Linked DNA regions of Mus musculus: all the other regions are linked to region 3. Evidence: chromatin contacts called from public ChIA-PET and HiChIP or PLAC-seq data. All regions are on one chromosome and are shown on one strand. Each heading gives the region's core, a stretch centred on a gene start, on an enhancer-like site or on the middle of the called end of the contact. The rest is flanking DNA. Distances are from core to core; before and after follow the strand shown. Region 1 overlaps Bcl2 (B cell leukemia/lymphoma 2). Region 2 has its middle 7.8 kb from the start of Gm41928. Region 3 has its middle 75 kb from the start of Zcchc2. Region 4 overlaps Phlpp1 (PH domain and leucine rich repeat protein phosphatase 1).

Region 1 (3,025 bases), core at 70-2,569, 490 kb before region 3:
GTACCCACTGCCAGGGTCCTCCTATCTGGAAGAGGGCTGATGTCCCAGGAAGGTAGGACTCAGCAGTTCTTGGGACTAAAGAGATCTTATTTGTGCCAAGCAGCCAGTATTTTGGTCTTTTAAATGAGGAAGGGTGAAGAATTTCTACCTGCTAATGTCAGAGCAGATCCAAATAGAAAATACGTGAAAGAAATCAAAATACAGAAAAAAATTTTGTTTAAAATTCGAGTCAAGGATGGAATGGAAAAACAAGTGCAGAGGAGGAGACTGGAAAGGGACTGAGTGGGGACACATGCGGTATAAAAGCGATATCCCATCTGAACACTGGTAGAGCCCGGGGAAGGCCAAGTCTGGAGGCCTCTGAGGGCCCACTTGGGTCTTTTCATCTAGCCTCTATTGTGTCCCCCACACCTGTCTTTTGGGTCAGGAACAACCCGCAAAAGGGGATTCAGACCCCTATCACCCAATTCAGAGGTGGAGTGAGACTCATGGCCACTGTCTACATACCAATATGTGCCAGCCCCAAACTCAGCTTCCCACTTCTCTCCTCAGTTGGGTGCATTAGAGACCTTATGCTGAACATGTTCTAACACGCATGCGACTCCAGATACGGCTCATTAGGTCTCACTGCTTGAATCACAGACTGGCTCCTCAAAACTCGAGCCTTTCAGAAACAAACCTAGGGAGAGGTCCGTGAATATAGGCAGGGTCTTGTGAACGGCTGTATGCCTAGGGTCTTAGGGGTTTAAAAACCTTTGCATAATAATAAAAAATACAGAATAGTATTTCAGTAGAGCAGACTTCCTCATCTGAGGGCTACATTTCCAGAACGAGAGCTGCTGGCTGGGTCTGGACTGTGGCAAGGCAGTCCTCTACATGCCTTCCTTGGAGCTTATAGAATGGAAGTTGTCACTGGTTCCTAACATGGTGGCCACGATTCCTTTTGATTCTGCAGAACAGCTGAATGGATTCTCAGAAAGGAGTAAACTCCAGTTGTCACTCTACAAGTTCTTGGGCCAGCTGTTTTAATATTCTAAACAAGTCTCAGGTGGGACTTGTTTTTGTGTCTCAGGTGGGATTTGTTTTTGTGACTCAGGGAAATTTTGTTCTCCTCCAAATTCCAGAATTCCTTGTAAAGCAGCCCTGTAGCAGGAAGGCTTTCCCTGAATTACATGGGAAGAATTTTTCCTTTGGGATTGGAGTCTCTTTCAGTGTAAACACTCTTGAGGTGCAAGGTGACGCGAGGTCTGAGCCAACAGGGCCAGACCACAGACCAGAGTGCACCACACACATTCCCGTGGGATCTAGTTCTGCAGTGTGCACGGGAGGCCCCATGACTTGTGGTTTCCCGTGGTCACAGGGTCCTTTCTCTGATAATGCAGCCCCAAGGGATAATTCCTCCCTGCTCGGCTTCGGATATCAGCTAGCTGTCTTTGGAACCTGTCTCAGGACAATCCCAAACCCCTGAGTTGATTTCACGTCCTGAATATCTTCAGCTTTCTCTACTTGACTTTTTTCCTTCGGTGCTAGGGATTGAGCCTAGGGCCCCACGCATGCTAGGCAGAGCTAGCACTGAGCTACTTACCCAACTCTCTTTGAACTCCTGAAGGCATGGGTCTGTCCTGCTCTGTCAGTCTTGAGCCCCCTTAGCTTCCTAGTTTCATTTGTTATGCATCTCCAAAGGGCTGGCTCTTGTACATATTTTTTCCCCTCCAACACGAAAAGCATAATGAAGAAGCACATCTATGTGTAGAACTTGTATGGCCTTAGATTCAAATCTCACTGTAACCTGGGCCAAGCTGAGGGGCCTTTCTGATGTTATTCTCTTGTCTCCTGTTGTTTATAAAGGCTACTCTACGGGGCCTGGCACAGTAGTTGGTTCTCACTCCAAATCTCAGATTTAGTGTCTGGCCAGAAGTAGACACTAGATAAATGCTTTGGTGCGTGCTCTGACTCCCTCTGGGTTGCTTGACTCCGATTCCAAAGATAGATCAAAGGGAGGAGGACCAGGCTTCTTTGCTCTGCAAAAAGCCTCCACAAAGTAGGAACTTCCAAAGTTTACACCAATTTTCTTATGAAAACTACGTTATATATGAATAAGGTGCTGCTCGCTAAAAATGACAATCTGATAGACCTAGTGCCCCCCACTAACGCCTTCACCTACCCAAACCTGAACTTCTGAGGCCTTTAGGGTGAAGTGCTCCAGAGTGGGCATGTGTGGAAGGATTGATATGTGTAATGAGTGTAGTGTTGCTGTACGGTTCACCGTCACACAAAGCCGTGGTCACTGGCTTCCCCTGAAGTACAAATACAGTGTTGTACACAACGACATTTAGTAAATATTGCTTCACTGGCTACTATTTTAGCAGTCCAGCATCATAGTTTCAGTAGATGGGGTTACTGGAAAGTCTCAAGTAGGAACTTGGGTGTTGACAACTGACATGCCAGTCCAGCTCAAGAACTTTCAGCTCTGACTGAGGAATCACTGGTGCACATAGGCCCAGAGACATGACTCAACTCTCATTGTAGTCTAATCAGCAAATACATGCAGACCTTCTGTAGGCTTCATGCTATAAAATGCAAGAGGACAGGAACAGTCACTCTAGTAAGTACCCAAGAGCACCCCTCACACTGGTGGGCTTTGTACAGTGAGTGGACCCATGTGGTTTCCTGACTTTGCTCATGTCCATGGCAGAGGCAGACTCACTTCACTGCAGGATAGTGGCCTTAGGTCAGTCAGCTGTCAACATGCCCTAGAGGTTCTGCAGATGGAGAAGATTTCGGTCACCCACCCATCTTTCTCCCCTCCCCTTTCCTCTATCCTTCATTCCCTCTTTCCATATATAGCCATCTAGTTTTGGCAAGAGACTGCACACTGACCAAGAACTGCTCTGTAAATGGCCACACCAGCCTATCTCATCCCTGTGTTAATGAGGTTGAATCCAGAACTCTAGCCTTGACCCTGCCCAGTATTCACACGCTCCATTACTAACAACTGTTGTCAGCCACAGACACATTGCATTTT
Region 2 (3,045 bases), core at 345-2,844, 450 kb before region 3:
CCATATCACACCCTTGAAAGATAAGGAAACCCAGCACTGGTGAAAATCAATATTTATTGTGGTCAGTGTGCATAGAGACAGGCCCTGTATGTTCACCAGCCTGGACTGCCTGTTGGACAAGGGGTCATGGCTGTATATTTGGAGACCATTTGGCCATCTAGGTCATCCCTGGTCTTGTGGATTCCAACATCCCAAGCTTGATTGAGGCTACAGTTCTTCCAAACTATTGATTGGTTTTCTTCCCGGAACATTCAGAAGATGGCAGTGCTTGCTCGAATGCATTTAACAATTGCAAAGGGGCTGAACAACTGCTCAGTGGTAGAGCTTTTGCCTAACATGGACAAGGCCATGAGTTTCATTCCTAGCACCCGCCTCCTTCAAATCATAGGATTAAGAATTCTTCAAAGGTCTATTTTTCATGATGACTTCTTTGACAACTTTTTAATTGACTTATTTATTTAAAAATTGTAAATTGTCTGTGTGTGTGTGTGTGTGTGTGTGTGTGTGTGTGTGTGAGAGAGAGAGAGAGAGAAAGAGAGAGAGAGAGAGAGAGAGAGTATAAAGGTATTTGTAGATGTATGCAGATGTCTACTGAGGCTAGAAGAGGGTGTCTGGTCTCATGTCTGTGGACTTGAGCTGGCTGTGAGGCCACCTGACATGGGTACTGGGAAGCTAACCTGAATCCTCTGGAAAAGCCACTGAGCCACCTCTTTAGCCCAGAATGACCTCCTGAGTGTTGCATCTTGTCATCTCCTGCCTCTCCTCTTCTGCTTTCTGTCTCCCCATCCTCCTCTTTTTCTTCCACTTCAAGTGTTAAATTCCTTCAAATTATTTATTCTGATTTCTATTTTGATTTTTAAAGGTACACTTTTGATAGATGGCTCATTTTACCTTTGAACTCATGATCCTCCCGTCCTCACCTCCTCATTGCCAGGACGTCCAGGTGTGTGCCACCCTACCCGGCCTTAAAATGTTTATTTGTATTGGTGTCCTTGATCACCTAACACCTTAAGCATGACTTCTGTGCTGTTTGCTAAACTAGTAACTGCCCTTCTGCTGGCTTTTAATAGACAGTGTCCAGCTATGAGATGCATCGTTTGGTCACCTAACTCCTCAGTTCAATGATAACTCACAGACCTGGGCCAAACTGATTGTCTTTGAGTGAACTTGACTGAGGTTCCAGCTTAGCTTCTGCCTCTATCAGTCTGGCCCCTGAACTAACTCCCCCCACCCCCATCTGTAAAGTGAAGAGATGCTCTCTTTGTGTCCTTACCAACTATGGGAGGCTACATTCTTGGCTTCAGGCCTTGAACCAGATGAGTGTAGCTCCTTCGTGAGTGCACCACTGACCTTCCTGCCTCAGGCTTAACTTTCCTTTAGGGGAAAGCTATGGTTAAGTTGGTGACCGCAGGCTGAGTGTCAGCCTCATCTGCAGATGGGGGACTTGGGGAGGGAAAGCTTACCTGATGGGTGACCACTAGATGATTTTCACTTCTGCGAAACAGATCTCTGCTGTTTCTTGGCCCAGAAGCCTGCCACATCTTAGAGTCACCGGTGTCATGAGCCGGTTGTGGAAAGTGGAAATGGGCAGGATGTGGTTTGAACTGACAAAACTGGAGCAAATCACTCATCTCTGGGGTTGGCATGGATACTGAGGGTGGGGGAGGCTGTGCAGGGATACTGACGGGGGGGGGAGGGGAGGTCTGTGCAGGGATACGGAGGGGGTGGCTATGCAGGAATACCAAGAGGTGAGAGAGGCTGTGCTTACTGTACAGCCAGCCAGCATTATAAGTCTAGGGCAGCCCAGCCACTCTGAACATACTGGGCTTGGAAGCTGGGCAGCGTTGAGCCTAACTAGTACTTAGATGGAAGGAAGTAACAAAGTAGGCTTCAGAGTCATAAGATTCTCAATATGTGACCTAAATCCCTGGCATGCTTCTTCTGTACTACCAACAGAACCCTAAACTCAGAAAGAACGTGGCCCTTGACAGCCAGGATCCATGTTGCCTTCATAATACTTCCCATAGCCTTGACTTGGACCTGTGTGTGTCCCAGGGTCATTTGAGGACCTTACCATATGTCTCCACAGTATGGCCTCTGGTTGGACTGTGGAGACAATCAACAAATAACAGGTAAATGAATAGTTAGTTCTAAGCAATGTAAACACCCCAAAAGTCTACTAGTGTGCATGTTGGTTTTTGTCAATCCGACATTAATCTAGACATCATTAGAAAGAAGGAACCGTGGGTGAGAAGATGCTTTCATCACCTTGGCCTGGAGGCAAGCCTGTGAGCCATTTTCCTAATTAATGATTGATGTGGGAGAGCCCAGCCTCGTAGGGGCAGTGTCACCCCTGTGCAGGTGGGTGTGAAACATAAGAGAGAGTGAGCCGAGCAAGCCATGGGAAACAAGCCAGTAAGCAATGTTCCTTCATGGCCTCTGCTTCGGTTCCTGATTCTAGGTTCTTACCTTGAGCTCCTGTGCCGAGTTCTCTTCATGATGGACCATCAGCCGGTTTCCTCCGAAAACTGCTTTTATTTGTGGTGTTTATCCCAGCAATAGAAACATAATTAAGAGAAGTAGGTTTAACAAAAATTCAAGTACTGAATTATCTGGGCTACCATGGGGTTTCAGGGGGATGGGAAGGTTCTGTCCTGCCTTCTTAAGCCTATTGGATGAAGAGCTTTCTGCCTGCCTTTCCTGGAGGGAGGAAGGCTGCTGTGACTTCAGGGCTTACATAACTAACTGCTGACTGACAGTGGTCCTCACTTCTGAGACCCACAGAAATGCCTGGGTGCATCATTTTACATCCCAGCCCCATTGTTGCTCTACCAGGATTGTCTTTGTTGTGCTTGTCATTGTCTGATGTCTTTGTTGAGAAGAATAGCTCAGACAAAGAACCATCACAGTGCCTCGCTGACTGGCTGGGTTTGCTGCATCTTGGGGAGGCTCCCTTCTGACAGACGTAGGAGAAGCCACACATTCTCAGGTCTAAAATCAAGGCAATGGTACAAAACACCTCATCATGGGTGGTCATGGGACTGA
Region 3 (2,947 bases), core at 26-2,525:
CTTGTCTCAAAAACCAAACAAGCAAGCAAGCAAGCAAACAAACAAACAAACAATTTAGCTTAGGATGTGCTGCTGATGCTGTTGACAAGAAACACTCTGAACAGGAAAGAAGGTGGAGGACAGGGGAGGAGAACCAGAGTTACAGCCTATAGCTAGGGTAGGAACATGGAACCAGGGCAGCTATAGCTCCGGTCAGCTGGCAGAGAGTCACGTTTCCTATGAGTATAAACATGAATAGCCATGACAAAGCAGGCAGTCATTTCTCACTTTGGTGATGAAATGAAAGCCTAGCCTCGGGAATAAAGGGACCATAGGGGTTGTTGTCTGCAGCATGCTAGGACAGGAGTCACACAGATCACGTGCTTACGGCAGTGGTTGCCTATGCAATTCAGAATGGCAAAGACAGCAGGAAAATTTCAAAATCTCAGAAAGGGTCTGACTTGGGCAATTGGGCTTTCTGGCAAACACTCTATTTTTCTCTTTTTTGTGTGCTCATGTGTACATGTGCATGTGCGTGTGCGTGTGTGTGCATATGTGTGTGTGTGTGTGTGTGTGTACATGTGTATGCATGTATGTTTATGTGTGTTCGTGTGTGCATGTGTATGTGTGTATCTGCTCATGTGTGTGCATGTGTGTGCATGTGCATGCCCATGAATGTGTTTGTGTGTTTGTATGTTGTTGTTCATGTGTATGTGTGTAGTGTTCATAGGTGTATGTGCTCATGTGTGTGCCTGTGTGTGTGTGTACTTGTTTGTATTTTATACATGTGGGGGACAGAGGTTAGTATAGGGTGTCTTCTATCACTCTCCGCTGGATCTTTTGAGGCAAAGTCTCTCATTGAATCTGGAGCTCAGTGGCTCAGCTGGACTGGCAGTACATGCCTGTCCCTGTCTTCCCAGCCCTGGGTTACAAACACATGTGTGTTGCTTTTTATGTGGCTAGGGATCCAAACTCAAGCACTTCTCCCACTGAGCCATCTCCTAGCCCATCTGTCTTTCTCTTTCTGGTTTTCTTTCCCATGTTCGTGGCTTCCACTTCTCTGTTACCTCATGTTTGAGCACCTCTCCTGTCTTTCTTTTTCCTCCTCACATCTCTGTTCTGTCTCCTTCCTGTTTTTCAGTGCAGTTTTTCCTGGTTATAAATATACAGTTATGGTTCTTGGAGCCTAATGATGTTCCGGCAAAAACACAAACCAGAAACAGAGAAACCGACCACAGCCCAAACCCCACCCTGGCTCTCAGACCCCACAGCTGCACTCTCAGGCTGCTGCCGCCCAACAGCTGCTTCCGATCTCTCTCGGTTCACACTTCTCCAGACGACATCTCCTAATATCAAAGACACTGCCAGCTGTCAAAATAAGCTCTCATCTTTTCATATATGAGACAATTACTGCTGAAAACCGATTATGCAAACATAAACAAGCCAAGGGAAGGAAGGGAGATTGCTGGGCTGCCCACCCCTCCCAGTCCATCCTCTCTACTGAAGCCAGGACTAAAATGACCTCTTTAGAGTCTTTAGAGCAGCAACTGGGAAGCACACCCTTCTAGACAAACTCCCAGCAAAGGAAAACAGAAAAGGGGATAAAGGAGTTTGATCTCTGGGCAAAGTGTTTAAGACAAAAGATTGACAGGACCTAAAAATTATTCTTCTCTCTTCCTCCTTCCTCCTCCCCTTCCTCCCTCCCCCTCCTCCCTCCCTCCTTCTCTCCATCATAACAATACATAATAAGCATAGAAAAAAAAAAGCAAAGTGAATTTCTAACAAGATCAGGATGAAACAGCCAGGGGCCCCAGGAAGATTAAGTACGGTGACCTTCTTGGGCATTTACAAGAGTCCTACTCACACACACACACACACACACACACACACACACACGCACATGCACATTAGACTTGAGCTGGACCTCAAACTAGAGTTTCTGTTAATCATCCTAAATAAACCAGTTAAATTTGTTCTGCCTTTGTATGCCTAGTTATTAGGTGAGGATCCTAAAATTGACTGGAAGTTTGTTTTGAGGATCATGGTTAGGAAGCAGGGTGAAGCCTGAGAGAGCCCTCAGTTGAAGGTGTGTTATCAAGTGTAAGAGTCGGTCCTTTCCAAATTGCTGAAGTGCTCGGATTTATTTTTAAATGTCATCAAATTTCCTATAACACAAAGACAGTCTATAGTGTGTGAAGATTCTGTCCCACTCAAATGGCTGTGCTTAAACCTGCTAGCCCACAGTCAAGCATCAGTAGCAATATCAGATCAAAGGAGGAAAAGCCCACAGCTGGCAGGCTCTCAAGGCTGCCCTACCAACAGGAAGGCCAGCCTGTATTGCTGGCAGTTAAGACCTGGGACTTGGATCTTTGGAGCCCAGTTGTTAATCATAAGAGCTGATATTTTGAAAGAGTGTGTCAACCTAGATGCACAGGGAAGCCAAAGCATTCAGCCAGCATACAGGGAGGTGGGAAGTGATGGGCGGTCCGCAGAGATACTGTCCAGGCTATATCATCATTAAAGTTGACAGCCTAACAAAAAGGCTCTGTCACAATAATCAGAGGTTGCAGGGACAATTGATCCTTCAATTAATGATGAACCTGAACAGGTCTGGAAAGCCAGTTTGTTCTCCTTGTGAGCTGACATGTGCCACAACTTGACAGACAGTGGAAGCTCCAGAAATCACACTGAGGTCACACGAGGACTTTCAAATTCTACCGTTGCCTACAGGCAGGAAGTGTAATAATGGTGGCGGTGCATATGGGAGTCTAGGGTGGGGTTTAGAACTAGTTGGTGACAAGCCAATGACAGAAATAGCATTATTCCTGCCATCATTGGAATGTCCAGGGTAAATGGAGGAGGAGTCTTTCCTGCTCAGGCAGAGATCTGGTTCTTGCTTTACAGTTGTAGAGAATCAGATAACAACTACTTAGTGTCTGATTGTAGAATGGAGAAAAATATAGAAGGG
Region 4 (3,174 bases), core at 403-2,902, 330 kb before region 3:
AGGCCAGATCAATGACAATGACGAAAGCAGTTGGCCTAGAGTCATTTGCACAACATGGGAATTTCGGAGATGAACTGAAAGAGAGAAACTAGTAGTATTTAATGACAGATATTGGGAGCTCCCCCAGCGACAGTGAGTCTGCTCCCCCACAAGAGAAGTGAGTCTTCTCTTCCACTCGCCACTTGAAGCATTTGTGCCGTGCTCCCGGATTTCTGAGCAGCCTAGTTCTGTGCTGGAATAGTGACAACTTACATGGAAGGCGTTAGTGAGTTTCCGATCTGTCACTCGGGAGGCAGTTACAGATAATATAACCCCACTTTTCAGCGATTATTCTGCTTAGCACCAGGGAAGGACTCAAGACCCTTTGATGAGAGTCAACATTACGCCAATGGGGCTTTTTTTTCTTTTTTCCCCCCTCCCTTAGTTACAGCCAGTAGTGACATCACATATCTACTCTGTAAGACTGCATGCATACCATTAATGCTCTCTGTTTTCCCTTGTTTTCTAACCCCAGGGAAGGCAAGGGTAGACAAATGCTGGATCGATTATAATTCTGGTCGCATGTTATTTAAATTTCCTATTATAGGAACCAAGTAGTCACCAATGATACCACATTGTAAAGCAGAGACTGGTACAAGGTACAACAGACGCTAGGATTTAATGCAGCATCTCTGCCACACTTAATTAGTGGTGAGGATTACTTTCTATTCCATGAAGAAAACTGCTAAACAGTTTCTTCAGTCCAAATGGAGTCGGTGGCCTGGCCCCCAAACTACTCACCAGTAGGTGGTGCTATAACAAAAGCAATCAAAAGAAAGCAGCCACACTAGTCTGGCCCTGGCCAGAGATTGGCCTGATGGGTAAGGGCAGGAAGCCTGGAGGCTGCCTGTATCTGCTAGTAGGTGGCTGATCTGACAGGAACTGGTGTCCTGGCCCCAGCAAGGTCATCAGCCTCAGGGCAACCCTTTCTCCTGTGCAGACATCATGGCTTTAGGGGTCTTCAAGTATTAATAAAATACTTAAAGCTCAAAATCCACTTCAGATTTATAAGCACCTTCACATACACTATTAGAGTGTATCTTGGTAAACAGAAGTGAATAAATTCACCTTAGGAAATAACTGCGGAGGCTCCTACATAAGAGCATGGAGACTTCCCAGTATGTCTGTGCCTCTTTAGTCCCTTCACATGGATGCAACATAAAAGTTTCTCCTCTACAGTACTATGTACTGCCAAGTCCCCCAAAAGAACTTCTCTCTCCACAGTTCCACGCGTGTGATGTGCACAATGTCTCAATGACAGAACGGACAGAGATGTAAATGCCAGAGGACTGTGGATGCACAAACACAGCATCTAACCTGCTGCTCTCTCCCACGTCTGCTGGTTCTGCTGTGTAGCCGCCTCAGATGCTGTCATGGAGTCTACAAGTACTGACTCTGTTCACCAGCCTCCACAGGTTCTGACCCCTCTGAAAGAGTCACACTGTGTGCTCTAGGCCTCCTCCACAAAGATGAACTCTACCCAGAGTTGGGATTTAAGCACTGATGACTTGGAAGCTGGACAGGAAATAAGGCACTGGGGAGCACTAGGAAGTTGTGTGGTTTCTATGTGACCTATGCCCCACATGGTATGATGCACAGTAAGGGAGGGAAGGGCTAGAGAGTCAGGCAGGATCATCCCCTGGGATGACTCGACTTCCAGTTGAAGGCACAAGGCCTCTTCCACACTTGGGAAACACAGTTTCTTCAGCTACTGGGTCCAGTGCTGTGCTGGAGTGAGCTACCTCTTCTTCTGTGGGCTCGGCCATTAGTCTGGGCTGGCCAAGTACTACTGAGGGCACACCTGAAGGGAGACAACAGGGATGCCACCTGCCTTCCACATACAGCTCTTAATTGACAGTTACAATGGAAGGTGCATGGACCTGTTCACGTGATCTCCTGGAAGAGCTGAAACCCATCTTGGTTCTGTAGGAGGTCTGCAGGTTCTCTGCAGGGCTCTCCTCTATGCAGTCCCCATCCAGTCCTCTCTTCCAGTGAGGACTACCTTGCATAATCATAAAAAGAAAAGGGTAACAACAGCTGTGTGTGCGGTTGACCAGAAGGTCGATTCTACTACCTCATTCACTGCAGCTGAACTTGACTATTAAGGAAACAAACCCCAAACCATAATGTTGGTTAATCTCACCCCCATCTATTCCTTCTAATCCTAAACTGGTTTGGCTGTGAGACACACCTGGATGCTGAGACAAAAGCAGATAGATTCAGTACTTGTAAATTTCATATTTATTATAACAAAAATTACGACATGTCCATTTGGGCATTCTGCTTCCATATAACTCTGGATGTGTAGATGGTATAAGGGACTCTATACAGTCATGCTGATTGTGGCAGCAGGAAGGAACACAATTAAAAAATGTCTGTAAAAGGTTCTGGGTTCCCGAGAACAGGGCCACATTATCTGCACAGAAACACGCTGCACATGGCCCACACTGAAGATGAGCTACGTAGGGGTGGGGCAGGGAGGCTCTTCAGAGCGAGTAAGGGGTCAGTTATTTAGGCTGTGTCCTTATGCAAGACTACAAACACTTTAAGCTTCACTATGTAACACTGAGATATTTACAATAGAAATTTCTCAATCAACTGTTCTCTCAGAGAAAATTAGTGACTCCCAGTGACTTAAGTCACCTGACAGAGTAAAGCAACTCCTAGGAGTTAGTCGCCATATTCTACAAATGTCTACCATTTTCAAGACAAAAAAAAGCTTTCCCCACAAAGAAATACACAATTACAATATTATTAAATCATTTAGCAATGGCAACTTGCCCTGCCTTCCAAACAAACAAAACAACAAAAGCCATTTTTAAAAATATTACATTATCATTAACTGTTTCTCTGTAATATATTAAACCTTTTGTTCTTTGTCTTTACACAGTTGATATGTTAGGGAAAGAAGTTAACAAATTTAAATCATATTGGTAAAGTATCACTAGAAGAAAAGTGGTTAATTGTTAAAAGTAACCAATACAAAGAGAACCTACAGATGAGCTGCAGAGACAGGTGGGGCAGTGTCTGGGAGAGGGCATGAAGTTAACACCCCTGGTTTAATGTGAGCCTGGGAGACTCTCAGTCTCTCTGGTTAGTTTATTGTTTAAAACAGTACTCAGGCTGGGTCATAGC

The links. ChIA-PET counts read pairs in DNA pulled down with a chosen protein or histone mark. HiChIP or PLAC-seq counts read pairs in DNA pulled down with a chosen protein or histone mark.
Region 1: a contact with region 3 is called in an IKAROS HiChIP or PLAC-seq map of large pre-B cells, with 5 times the contacts expected there. The contact joins two enhancer-like sites. A contact is called at or near these places in 2 of 39 promoter capture datasets (the 3T3-L1 cell line and pre-B cells), 4 of 484 Hi-C or Micro-C datasets (the HL-1 cell line, embryonic stem cells, neural progenitor cells and 1 more), 3 of 115 datasets of contacts at active chromatin or transcription factors (cardiomyocytes, embryonic stem cells and large pre-B cells) and 1 of 9 other capture datasets (embryonic stem cells).
Region 2: an RNA polymerase II ChIA-PET map of memory CD8 T cells shows a contact between it and region 3, with 6 read pairs. The contact joins two enhancer-like sites. A contact is called at or near these places in 6 of 484 Hi-C or Micro-C datasets (the G1E-ER4 cell line, the HL-1 cell line, embryonic fibroblasts and 3 more) and 3 of 115 datasets of contacts at active chromatin or transcription factors (embryonic stem cells, large pre-B cells and memory CD8 T cells).
Region 4: an H3K27ac HiChIP or PLAC-seq map of T-cell acute lymphoblastic leukemia shows a contact between it and region 3, with 13 times the contacts expected there. The contact joins two enhancer-like sites. A contact is called at or near these places in 10 of 39 promoter capture datasets (the 3T3-L1 cell line, the C10 cell line, the HPC-7 cell line and 5 more), 13 of 15 datasets of contacts at CTCF or cohesin (CD8 T cells, the G1E-ER4 cell line, the NIH/3T3 cell line and 6 more), 346 of 484 Hi-C or Micro-C datasets (the 3T3-L1 cell line, 3T3-L1-derived adipocytes, the 4T1 cell line and 164 more), 61 of 115 datasets of contacts at active chromatin or transcription factors (the 230-238 cell line, CD4 T cells, CD4 single positive thymocytes and 43 more) and 4 of 9 other capture datasets (adipose tissue, embryonic stem cells, embryonic tail and 1 more).

Annotation. Positions count from the first base shown.
Region 1 is chr1:106,553,990-106,557,014 of GRCm38.p6, reverse strand. All of the region lies in intron 1 of Bcl2 (B cell leukemia/lymphoma 2), which reads left to right. Among named protein-coding and RNA genes, the nearest start is that of Mir3473f, 8.9 kb to the right of the region's middle. Within about 2 kb of position 1,319, at least 21 of the 459 cell types and tissues checked have an H3K27ac peak or open chromatin away from gene starts, as enhancers often do.
Region 2 is chr1:106,514,305-106,517,349 of GRCm38.p6, reverse strand. No RefSeq gene overlaps it. Among named protein-coding and RNA genes, the nearest start is that of Gm41928, 7.8 kb to the left of the region's middle. Within about 2 kb of position 1,594, at least 85 of the 459 cell types and tissues checked have an H3K27ac peak or open chromatin away from gene starts, as enhancers often do. A contact at or near this core is called in memory CD8 T cells, where this site is marked.
Region 3 is chr1:106,064,294-106,067,240 of GRCm38.p6, reverse strand. No RefSeq gene overlaps it. Among named protein-coding and RNA genes, the nearest start is that of Zcchc2, 75 kb to the right of the region's middle. Within about 2 kb of position 1,275, at least 57 of the 459 cell types and tissues checked have an H3K27ac peak or open chromatin away from gene starts, as enhancers often do. A contact at or near this core is called in Meckel's cartilage, T-cell acute lymphoblastic leukemia, memory CD8 T cells and 2 more, where this site is marked.
Region 4 is chr1:106,393,334-106,396,507 of GRCm38.p6, reverse strand. It overlaps Phlpp1 (PH domain and leucine rich repeat protein phosphatase 1), which reads right to left. Exons shown (of 17, transcript NM_133821.3): 17 at 2,263-3,174. The coding sequence ends at 3,168. Among named protein-coding and RNA genes, the nearest start is that of Gm41928, 130 kb to the left of the region's middle. Within about 2 kb of position 1,652, at least 50 of the 459 cell types and tissues checked have an H3K27ac peak or open chromatin away from gene starts, as enhancers often do. A contact at or near this core is called in Meckel's cartilage, T-cell acute lymphoblastic leukemia, pre-pro-B cells and 1 more, where this site is marked.